Regions from separate parts of the Mus musculus genome. Here region 2 is linked to region 1. Evidence: chromatin contacts called from public Micro-C data. All regions are on one chromosome and are shown on one strand. The core of a region is the stretch at or near the end of the contact, and the rest is flanking DNA. Distances in the headings are between cores, read along the strand shown. Region 1 holds the start of Ccdc85c (coiled-coil domain containing 85C). Region 2 holds the start of Dio3 (deiodinase, iodothyronine type III).

What was found. A called contact is a pair of places that touch in the nucleus more often than the background predicts.
Region 2: a contact with region 1 is called in a Micro-C map of embryonic stem cells, with 3 times the contacts expected there. The contact joins the promoter of Dio3 here to the promoter of Ccdc85c in region 1. A contact is called at or near these places in 1 of 484 Hi-C or Micro-C datasets (embryonic stem cells) and 1 of 9 other capture datasets (embryonic stem cells).

The regions. Positions count from the first base shown.
Region 1 is chr12:108,272,358-108,277,794 of GRCm38.p6, forward strand. It overlaps Ccdc85c (coiled-coil domain containing 85C), which reads right to left and starts at 3,036. Exons shown (of 6, transcript NM_001159910.2): 1 at 1,981-3,036. The coding sequence starts at 2,776.
Region 2 is chr12:110,276,921-110,282,357 of GRCm38.p6, forward strand. Dio3 (deiodinase, iodothyronine type III) reads left to right here and starts at 2,310. Exons shown (of 1, transcript NM_172119.2): 1 at 2,310-4,177. The coding sequence starts at 2,312. The coding sequence ends at 3,226. It overlaps Dio3os (deiodinase, iodothyronine type III, opposite strand), which reads right to left and starts at 1,148. Exons shown (of 4, transcript NR_002866.2): 1 at 1,063-1,148; 2 at 631-829; 3 at 1-506. It overlaps Mir1247 (microRNA 1247), which reads right to left and starts at 1,209; the gene lies at 1,128-1,209.

The sequences.
Region 1 (5,437 bases), core at 1,786-4,285:
GGGTTCTCAGTCTGTGCCAAGGCAGAGCTTGGCTACTACAAAATCTGCAGCAGTTTTTGGTGCAAGGACGCTCGGAGGGGGTGGGGTCTGTAGGAAACAGGACACTTCTGCCCCTACCCACCCCCAATAGGGGTGGAAAACCTCCAGTCCGGCCAGTTCCTTCTCTGCTGCATTATTCACTACTGCAACTGCAACTCTGGGCCAGACCCACACCTCCTAGCAAAAAAAAAAAAAAAAAAAAGACTGTCTGCAAAGAGGTGGAGACACTCAGCGAGACAGTGTCCTGAGGAGACTCACCCTGACCACTGTTACTGATGACATAGCTGAAAACCAGCAGCCCTGTGTTTCCCTAAGTGCAAAGATTCCCCTCCTTCATGATGCACTTGGGGAAATCAAGACCCTGAACACTGGCCCTCCCAGAGCCCCCCCCCTCAAGAAGGTGAAGCCAAAGAGATGCATGCCAGCTCTGTAAAGAGGGGTGTCCGTTCCCCCAAAGTAAACTGGAACTTGGCATCTAGAGCATGAGTGAATAGCCCCCCCCCCAAGAAGGTGAAGCCAAAGAGATGCATGCCAGCTCTGTAAAGAGGGGTGTCCGTTCCCCCAAAGTAAACTAGAACTTGGCATCTAGAGCATGAGTGAATAGCTGTCGGGGTAAGGCCCTGTGGATGCAATGTTACAAAAAGAAACCTGAGTTGCTGTGGTAGATTGCTAATCAGTAACAAAATATCCCTTTAGCCCCAGTCCTTTCCTGAACTCACAAGCTCTGGAGAGTAAATAAAGGGGAAACCTCTATCTGACCTGCATGAGAACTGCAGCTCCTGCCTCAAAATGCCTGCAGAGGGCTTGGCCAGGAAACCCAAGAAAAAGCTTGGTCCTCAGCTCCAGCAGTGAGTTTGGGGAAGAGAAGTTCTTCTAAGCCTTGACAGTATATGGATGGAGAAAGGCTTTAAGGAGAACAGAAAGGGCGAGTTACTCTTCGCTACCAGGGGAACAATTCAGGCAAAGGCAAGTGCCATCAACACTGAGAGCCAAGCTCCAAAAAACTGTGGGGGAAACGGAGTAGCACAGCAAATGGTAGTCAGGACAGGAGGGAAGCTGCAGGGCCCAGATCGCCACTGAAGGGACAGCCACAGTACCCTAGGTGGGGACACCCTCCTGTAGGGTCAATAGCAACAGGTTGAGGAAGACAGAGCCGGCTTCCAACCCACACTCTGGCCACAGATGACCCCAGCACTTCCTGTAAGACGATCAAGCTTACAGATCTCTTCAGGGGCATTATCTATCTCCACCTCACACCCCGGTGAGGCGGCCATCAGCCTCTCCAACTTACAAGCAAGGAAGAAAGGAAACTGAGGCACACGGAGAGGTCGGAATCCACTCCAAATATATCCTCTGGGGAAAACTGTAGAGACCGAACTGAGAAAGGTGTCCCAACCAGTACTGCGGGACTTATGGGAAGCCAGGAAGACTCTTATCTTAGCCCAGGGTACTCTGGCCCAGCTTCGTCAAGGTCTCAGCACGGGTGATTGTGTGCCAGCCCAGCCCAGCCCAGGAGGAGATTCAGCTGGGAAGGAAGCAGGGGAGAAAGCCAGCCACAGCACAGTGCAGTCGTGGGTGCTAAGTGAGTTTGAGGGACTCCAACCAGAAGGGAAAATTCACTTGCTTTAGCTTAGGGGCCTTTCATAGTCTTCCAAGAAAAACTCTCCTCTGCCCTCAAGTGTTTTCAGGGTAGGATGAGAGACACCCCTCGACAGCCCCAGAGTGCCAGCTGGTAACACAAAAAGCTGCGGAGGAGAAACTTTTTTCTGCGGCATCAGCTAGACAGGGACACCACCACGCCGAATGCTCCATTTGCTATGCCAGCTGCGGAAGGGTCTGAAGGTGCGACCCCACCCCCACCCCGCACCTGTGAGGTCTCCAGAAACTACTACTGCTTCACGACAGACACCCATGGGCTTCCGATCCCGGCGAGATGCTTACCGTGCAGGCCGTTAGGGATGCTTCGGTGGTGCGGCGGCGCTGACAGGTCATCCAGAGACCGGCGCGTGGCTCCGGCCTTGCCGTCCGGAACCTTGTGCGGCCCCGGGGGCAGCAGAGCCGCTGGGACGTGGTGGTGGTGGTCCGGGCTGCCGCCGCTGCCCGCACTGGACGTGCTGCTGCCGTCGCCAACGTCGCGGGCCCCCGAGCCCGCTGCGCTCCCCGCCAGGGGCCCGCTCAGGCTGGCCTGGCTGTCGATGGAGCTGCGGGAGCCCGCGCCGCCGCCGCCGCCGCCAGCGCCCCCCGCCGCCGCCAGCGCCGCGCGCTCCTCGTCCAGCAACAGCACCAGCTCTTTCAGCTCCAGGTTCTCGCGCAGCAGGGCCTCCTGGCGCGCCTCGAGCTCCCGTAGCTTCTGCTGCGAGCGGGCCACCTCGTGCCACACGGCGCCGGCCGCGTGGCGTCCGAAGCGCTGCCACTCGCGCGCCAGCTTGCGCCCTTTCTGCCGGTCGTCGTCCAGGAAACAGCAGAGCTCACGCAGCTCCTGATTGTCGTCCTGCAGCCGCTGGTTCACGTCCTTGAGGCCGCGGATCTCCAGCAGGTGCTGCTGCAGCCGCCGGTTCACGTCGCGCATCAGGCCGCCGTGCTCCAGCATGAGGCCCACCTTCTCGCCCTCGGCGCGCCGCAGCCGCCGCGCCAGCTCCTCCTTGCTCCAGCGCAGCAGTTCCTCGTCCGGGACCTGGCTCAGCTCCTCCGACGCCGCCGCTGCAGCCGCCGCCGCCACCGCCGGGGGCTTCGCCATGGCGGGGCCGTCACCGCGGCATCGCCCTCGCCCGCGCCGGGCCGGCGCTCCCCGCGCCGGGGCTTCTCTGGGCTCGGCCACGCGCGCGCGGGGGGCGGCTGGGGACGCGTGCGGCCCGCCCTTCGCCGCCTCGCGCTCCCTCCCGCGGCCCCCTCTGGGGTCACCCGAGAGCCCGCGCACGCCTCAGGACTGAGGAACCGGGACCGTGGCTGCGTCGGCGGCCGCGGTGCCCCGGCTCTCCGAGCTCGGGCGCAGCAGGCGGAGGCCCGCCCCCGGCCCCGCTCCCGGAGCCCCAGCTGCCCCGCCCACCCCGGGCGGAGAGGGGGCGGGGCGCCGCCGTTGGGCCACGCCTCCGAAAGGGAGGCGGTCAGAGGAGTGGCAGGCCCCCGAGGTCCCCCTACGCGGTGCGCCGGCCCGCCGGGCGCCCTGCCAGAGGCGCGCTCGAGCCACGGTCCCGCCCTCCCACAGGTCTGATTGGCCAGGTTCGGGGGTGTGCGGGAGGGGCGGGGCGCGCGCGGGGAGGCTGAAAAGATGGTATCTTCCAACCGCGGGGCCTTGCACCCTCCTCCCCCCCACACTCCCGGTTCAAGTTTCTTCGCCCGGAGGACGCGGCCTGGGCCAATCCCAGGACTACAAGGGGTTTTAAAATGCAGGTAGGGCTAGGGGGTGGCGGGGACCGGTGGGAAAGGTAGGGCAGGGCTTCCCTTAAAGGCGACGCGCGAATTTACGCGTCCCTTATCCGGCCAGCGTCCCTGACCCTCCCTTTCTCACCCTTAATAAACAGATGCCCACCCGGCGAGCACAGCTCTCTCCCTCCCTCCCTCCCTCTCGGGGGCACCAGAGTTCGGTACAGTCCGAGAGAGGAGGAACAATAGGACCCTGACATGGGGGGTCGGGCAGGGCTGGTCTTTGTCCCTTTCCGGGCCACCGACCAGAGCCACCTGGGTCCCTGCCTAATATTGCAGCGGGGCTGTCTTCCCACCCCTAGCCCAAGACCGTGGAGCCTTGCCAGCCTTATCTCAGGGCCAGATCTCTCTCCCTTCTTCCCCTGACGTGGTGGGAGCCGAGGACCTGCCCTTTTCCCAGAGCAGTTCTCCGAGCCCTTCCCTTCCGCGCACTACACCGCTAAATCCCTGGGATTGGAAGAACATGCAGTTCGCTAGGTGGAAACCCCTGAGAAAGGCGAGGGAAGGTCTTCCACCCTGGCCAGATAGCTGGGGTCCATAGGTACTCAGCGACCGCAGAACCTTCTTCCCTCGCCCCGCATCGCTGCGGAGCATACGGATCTTCCCACACCTATAAATCCCGTCCCCTAAGCGCATTTAACAGCGCTTCTGCAGCCAGCGGGCCGAGGGAAGGATGCGTTTCCCCTGGACCTACAAGGAGATAACCCACTCTGCGCGCGCACAAACCGGGGTAAGCTACCCGGGCCTGGAGCGCGTGCCCGCGCAGCAGCTGACATCCCCCTTTTACAGTTACTCAGCCGTTTACTAAACCACCTCATGTGCCCTCTTACACCTTCCCCATCCCGGGGGAATTCTACCGGGACAAGAGGCCACTGCTCTCTGAGGGCACTTGGCATTCTTGGGAGGAGGGAGAGAGTACAACGTGAGAAGAATCGGTGAGGCTGTCTGCAGCGCTATGCGGGGAATTCAATTGCCTTAGATCTGTGTTCTGGGAGGGACCTAGGAGCTAGGACCTAAACCTGAGTGACAAGGACAAAGGTAAGCCTGGAGGCCGGACAGGTGAAAGGAACAGCAAGTGGAATGGCCTTAGGGTTGGCTTGTTAGTGGCCGGTTCGAAGGGGAGGAGGGGCCGGCGAGATGGCTCCGCAGGTAAAGGAGTGTGAAGCCCAGCCTGACAACCTAAATTAATTCCCAGGACACAGTGATGGAAGGAGAGACCTTACTCCCTCACGTTGTCCTCTGACCTCCAGAGTGGGCAGTAGCTTACATAAACACTCACACAGAAAGAATGAAATGTAATAATATATTAAAAAAAAAAAAAAAACAAGAAAGGGTGCCGTAGATGGTGCGGGACATTAATCCTAGAGTTTGAAGGCAGAGGCAGGGGTAATATCTGAATTCCAGGCCAGTGAGCTACAGAGAGTCTGTCTAAAAAAAAGAAAAAAGAAAAAAGAAAAAGAGAAGAAAAGAAAGGAAAGGATGAAATATGAGGTCTGAGCTCAAAAGGCAGGCCCATGTGTGACCTGAAGCTGGAGTCTTGGCTGTCTTGGCTCCCATTGGTAAAGGGCTGGGAACCACACAGGTTGAGCTAATTCAGTCCTCCTTCCCCCTCCCTCCTGGTAAATGAGCCGACGGTCGAAAGGGGTAGGAAGAAGATGAGCCCCGGGGGATGCCGAGGCTGGCCACGTGCACTCAGCACCAGGGAGTCAGCTGAGTAGAGGGGCCTGGTGCTCTGCAGACCCAGCACAGCACACTTTCAAAAGGAGGGGACTTAGGGTCCGCACCTGGGGGAGGCTGCAGATCTGCTTTCAACCCCCAAGTCGCAGCAGCAGGCTCCCTGGAGGATCCCCACAGAGCGGAGACTGAGTGGGTTAAGGAGTTACTCCATTGAGACTGCAGGGGGGAGGGGCGCGGTGAGCAGAGCACACACCAAGGGAACACTTCGGCTCACCAGGGAAATTGCTGAGACAATTCA
Region 2 (5,437 bases), core at 1,060-3,559, 2.0 Mb after region 1:
CCTTATAGGAAGAAGCAGGACACAAGCCCTAGACTGGTATCTCCCAGAGATGAGGGGATCTTGGGCTGAAGAGAACTATCTCTTGCTCTACCCAAGACAGCGCCCAGAAGCTCCCAATCTGTCTCTCAGACTCTCCAGCCAGAGTCTCTTCTCACTTTACCACCTAAGTCTGAAAGAGAGTGGGGGGGGGGTTGATCTGTAAGCTCAGAGGAGCCCTGCTTAGGGATAGAACCATGAGTGGAACCCCCAGCCAGGCACGTTCAGGGAGATTTCTGAAGTCCTCCTGAAAGACCTTACAAAGAGTGCTAGAAACAGCAAAGGAGTCTGATGGCTTCCTTCAGGTGGGAAGTGCTGATGTTTACTCCCTTGCCCCCAGAGCAGAGACATCCTCTGACCCAGAGGGAGAAGAGCCACTTTCACAGGCTGTTCACAGGCAGCACACTCCAGATCCAGCTGCTCTGGCGGCCACAGGTCCCGCGACCGAGGGACTCCCTGGGCAGAGCATCCTGCCAGGACAGCAGAAACCAGGTGGTGAGGGCGGGCGCCTACCTGGGCGCCCTCTGGGCTACTTGAGGTCGACTTTTCCGGACAAGTTCCATGGCTAATGGAAAGTGGTCTGACTGTGCTCACCCTCCCGAGACGCCAGCGCGGTCTCTGGTAGAGAAAGTTAGGTAGCTGGTCTCTCCCGAGAGGGCGATGCATGGGACGCAAGCAGCTGGAGCTGTAGTATCCGGCTGGGGTCCCGTTACCCCAGAGAAGGCCCCTGTGAGTGCTGGAGCATTCTAGGGAGTGCGATTCTTAGGCGCTGCCTTCGGGTTGAGGCCTTGACCTGAGGGGTCATTGTGAGGTGTATCTAAAGTGGAACTTGCTTAGGGTCTCGAGGACCCCAGGTCAAGCAGCCCCGCCGCCCCTGAACCCAAGTCTCCAGCAGTGCGCCACGCGCAGAGACAGATTAGGAGGTCTGCGCCGCTGTGGCAGAGCCGACCAGAGCCCCACGCTGTTGGGGAGTTGCCCCGCACCCCTAAAAAGCCTCAGCACACGTTCCCTGTTGAAAGTACGCACTTTACGCGTCCGGGCGCCTCCGCGGTTGAGTCGGGCCGCCGCGCTCCGAGTTCGCGAAGGTGGCTCAGTTCGGGCGCTCCAGTCTCGACGTTCCCGGGGCAGAGAGCAACGTCCGGGGACGAACGGGACGGGTGCGCCCGGCGGCCGGGGCTGCGCCGGGCGAGGCAAGCGGCGAGAGGGGAGCGCTCCCGCGTTCAGGCAACAGCTACCCCTAGTGGGAGAGCCGCCCGGGGCCGGCGCCGCCCCGCGCCCGCTGCCCCGCGCCCCGCGCCCGCAGCGCCCCGCGCCCAGGGCGTCCCGGAGCCGGCCGAGGGCGAGGCCCGGCGTCGCTTGCCGCGACTCTCCGGGTCTCCCGAGCTGGGCGCCAGCCCACCCGCGGGCCCTGCCCTCGGCACCTCCGGGCTGGAGCCGAGGGGCAGCTGACCCGGGAACCGCGGCGTCCGGCGGGAGCGAGATGGGACGGGGCGGGCGCGGCGCGGACTGGGGCGGCGCGCGGCAAGCTCGGGCAGCGGCGGGGGGCGCGGAGCGCGGTGTGCGTGGCGGGGCGGTGCGGGGGGCGGCCGTGTGCGAGGCGCGAGTGTGAGCGCGCGCGGGAGGCGGGCGGACGGGCTGCGGCAGTCGAGCGGCGCCCGCGGGCGAGCGGGGAAGGCGGCGGGAACCCAAAGTTGCCTCCTCGCGGGCCCGCGTCCCCGGCGGGGCTGCAGCCGGGGGCCGGCCGAGCGGCGGCCGCAGACCTGGACTCCCGCGGTACCTGGGCAGCGACCCCGCACGAGCAGCAGCAGCGTGGGCGGCGTTGGCGGCGGCGCGCGGGAAGCGAACCGGAGCTCCGGCGCGGCGCTGCGGCCGCCGGGGAACTCAGCTCAGGTGCGCGGCGAAGAGGGCGCGGGCTGGGACCCGCCCGCTGGGACCTAGGAGGTGCGAGGCGCTTGCGCGGGTTACACCATTGCCACCACTGACTGCTTGGCTCTGAGATCGGGCTCCTAGTCCCTGGACACAGCGGCTTCGGGGTCCCCCGCCCCTGAGAGCGGGCTGCGGGACTCAGGCCCGCCCCTGCCAGCCCCGGGACGCACCGCTCCACCCTCGACCAGCCTGCGCCCGCCCTCGACCCAAGATTTCTGGGGCATTGGCCGCGCCTCTGGGTGATCCCTCCGGGCTCAAGTTGCAAGGGGGCGGGCCCCGGTCGGAGGTGGAGTCTCCCGCCAATTCAAGCTTTGACTATAAATTGAGCTCCCAGAGCACCGAGGACCAGATGCCTCGCCAGGCCGCCTCGAGGTTGGTGGTCGGAGAAGGTGAAGGGCCCCCGGGGGCTTCGGGGCCCGCGGCCACCATGCTCCGCTCTCTGCTGCTTCACTCGCTGAGGCTCTGCGCCCAGACCGCCTCGTGCCTCGTGCTGTTCCCGCGCTTCCTAGGCACGGCCTTCATGCTCTGGCTTTTAGATTTCTTGTGCATCCGCAAGCATTTCCTGCGCCGTCGCCATCCTGACCACCCTGAGCCCGAAGTAGAGCTCAACAGTGAAGGCGAGGAGATGCCCCCTGACGACCCGCCCATATGCGTATCAGACGACAACCGTCTGTGCACCCTGGCCTCTCTCAAAGCCGTGTGGCATGGCCAGAAATTGGATTTCTTCAAGCAAGCCCATGAGGGTGGCCCAGCGCCCAACTCGGAGGTTGTCCGACCTGATGGCTTCCAGAGCCAGCGCATCCTCGACTACGCACAAGGGACCCGCCCGTTGGTGCTCAATTTTGGCAGCTGTACCTGACCACCGTTCATGGCGCGGATGAGCGCCTTCCAGCGCCTGGTCACCAAGTACCAGCGCGACGTTGACTTCCTTATCATCTACATCGAGGAAGCCCACCCATCCGACGGCTGGGTCACCACAGATTCACCCTATGTCATCCCCCAGCACCGCAGCCTGGAGGACCGTGTCAGCGCAGCGAGAGTACTACAACAAGGTGCACCTGGCTGTGCTCTGGTCCTGGACACTATGGCCAACTCTAGCAGTTCCGCATATGGTGCCTATTTTGAGCGCCTCTACGTCATCCAGAGTGGCACCATCATGTACCAGGGAGGCCGTGGCCCCGACGGTTACCAGGTGTCTGAGTTGCGCACTTGGTTGGAGCGCTATGATGAACAGTTGCATGGTACTAGGCCACATCGATTCTAAATAACCAAGGGACAAGTGACTGAATTGGTGGGCCGGGTCTCCTGGGCCTTCGAAGCCCACGTGCAAATGCTCCAAAGAAAGTCAAAGGTTGTGGGGGATCCCCATGACACAGATGAGCACAGCCACAGAACTCAGGCTGAGTCTGGCTAACTTGAGACTCTGCTATAGTGACTCCCTTTTGTACGTTTTTGGCTTGCTCTCAGGAGCATTGCTGTGGCTCGAACTGACAGCTTTGTCCCTGCTGGAGTTTACCTGCTGGACTTTCTGACACCAGGTCTCCAGCGCTGCTTCGGCAAAGCGCGAAAGTCCCCAGCATTTCACAGCTCGGACTTGTTGGCCACGCCCGCGCGCCCTGAGCGCAGCTGGGTTCCAGCAGCGCCTCAGGCTCTAGCTAGTTGCCTGGCACCCACCTGTCGAGCGCAGGGAGTCCTGCTGCTTTTGTGTTTATTTCTTATCCCTGGGTTGGGGGAGGGGCTCGAGATAGGGAAAGGGTGGGCAGGGTAATTTCCCCGCCTAGCTTTGGGTGCGCTGGAGCCCTGGCTGCTGATGACGAACCGCCTCTAACTGGGCTTGACCACGGGTCGGCTCTGAATTGCAGAGAGGCTCGAAACAGCGCCTAAAGTAAGAGGGGGAGAGTGCTCTGGGTTCCACAGGGAACCGTCGAAAAAGGGGTGGAAGAGGGACATGGTAAGGGATGGACTTCGAGACCAAAGGAAGTGGCTTGGGGAATCAATCTGCGAGGTTCGCAGGTCCCCAGGAGGGATGCGAGAACTTTTTGGAGAAGGGATTAGTTCTAAGACAAGGAGAAGGGGAAGAACTTGGGAGTCCTAGGCAGAAAGCGCGGGTTGTGGGGCGGGGTGAAGACCAATCAGTGAATGTTGTGTTGGAAACATTCCTTGTGTATAAACTTTTAAGCTACAATAATAAAGACTTGAAGGAAGTTGCTCTGATTGCCTTTGGTCCGTTTATTTTCTCGTGTCTTTGAAAAACCAAAAAGAACTAAACACAAATTTCTCCCTGGCATCCCCATAGTGACTCTAGGGGAAAGTAGGGACGGGAAAGAACCCAGGTCCTGCAGGGGTGGGGGGGGGCTGGAGATGGGCGGAGGAGGAAGGAGTTTCCCTGGGATGGCAAATGCACTTACACGTGCCACACCTGCGCAGAGAACTTCAGGCCAGAAGAAGACTCATGAGAGACCCATGAGGAGATTGGTGAGGCAATGGGGTGATCATTTGCTATGGTGCGCGAGCGCAGTAAGACAATTTTAGCGCTGTCTAACTTTTCCCAGCTTTGGGTGGTATGGGGAGAAAGGTGCTGTGTAAGGCGAGACTGGACCTCCAAGCTCGCCCCCTGGGTTACCATTGCACCCCTGGCCCAGCCCTCCTTAGCAGTGTCGCACCTGTGGAATTGTCTACCACCATTCCTCCAGGTTGCTGGGAGGTACGACCAGAAAGGCGCATAGGGCCAGTGTCTCCATTACTCAGGCACAACTCCCACATCTGGGTGGGGGGGTGCTTGGGGTGTTCTCGTGCCCGGGACACCCGCTTACCAAGCCTCAGCCAAACCTCACTGCCGCCCACCCCTCACCATGCTATGGGGTGGAAAGCAGAGGAGAGAAGGAATATGAGAAAGATGTGGGTGGAGGAAGGTGGGGAGGGAGGTCGCGCGGCGGCTGGCACCCATCCCTGTGCAGCCATGGCCAGGCGCTCGCGAGCGCTAAGCTCGCCCTAGATCTTTCCCCATACAGCTCAGTGAGTTGAAGGAAGCTCCCAGAACACAAGAGATCAGTGCGCCCCGCATCTCGTTTTGCTGATGACATTTTAGCAGAAAAAGTAAGATGAACAGAGAAGGGGGCCTAAGGCCAGAGTTGAGGCTGGGAATGAAAGAACAGCTAGCCCAGGGCCTTCAGACTAGGTGGGGGGTGGGGGGTGGGGGGATGAGGGGCGGGCTGAAGGATGTGAGGCACGCATCTTGGGACATAGTGCTCGTGGAAAAGTAGGGACGGGACTGGATAGATGGAAGACAGGTCCCTGCCCAGCCAGGTCATCCCCCGATTCCACGGGCACCTCCCCTTCCGCCCACCACCCCGCCCCGCTCCTCCTTGAAAAACCCTTGGAACTCACACCCTAACATCGGTGATTTTTTTTTTTTTTTGCTTTGAAAATATTTCAATTGAAAAATAACTTTTAAGGGAAAAAATCAGCACAGATG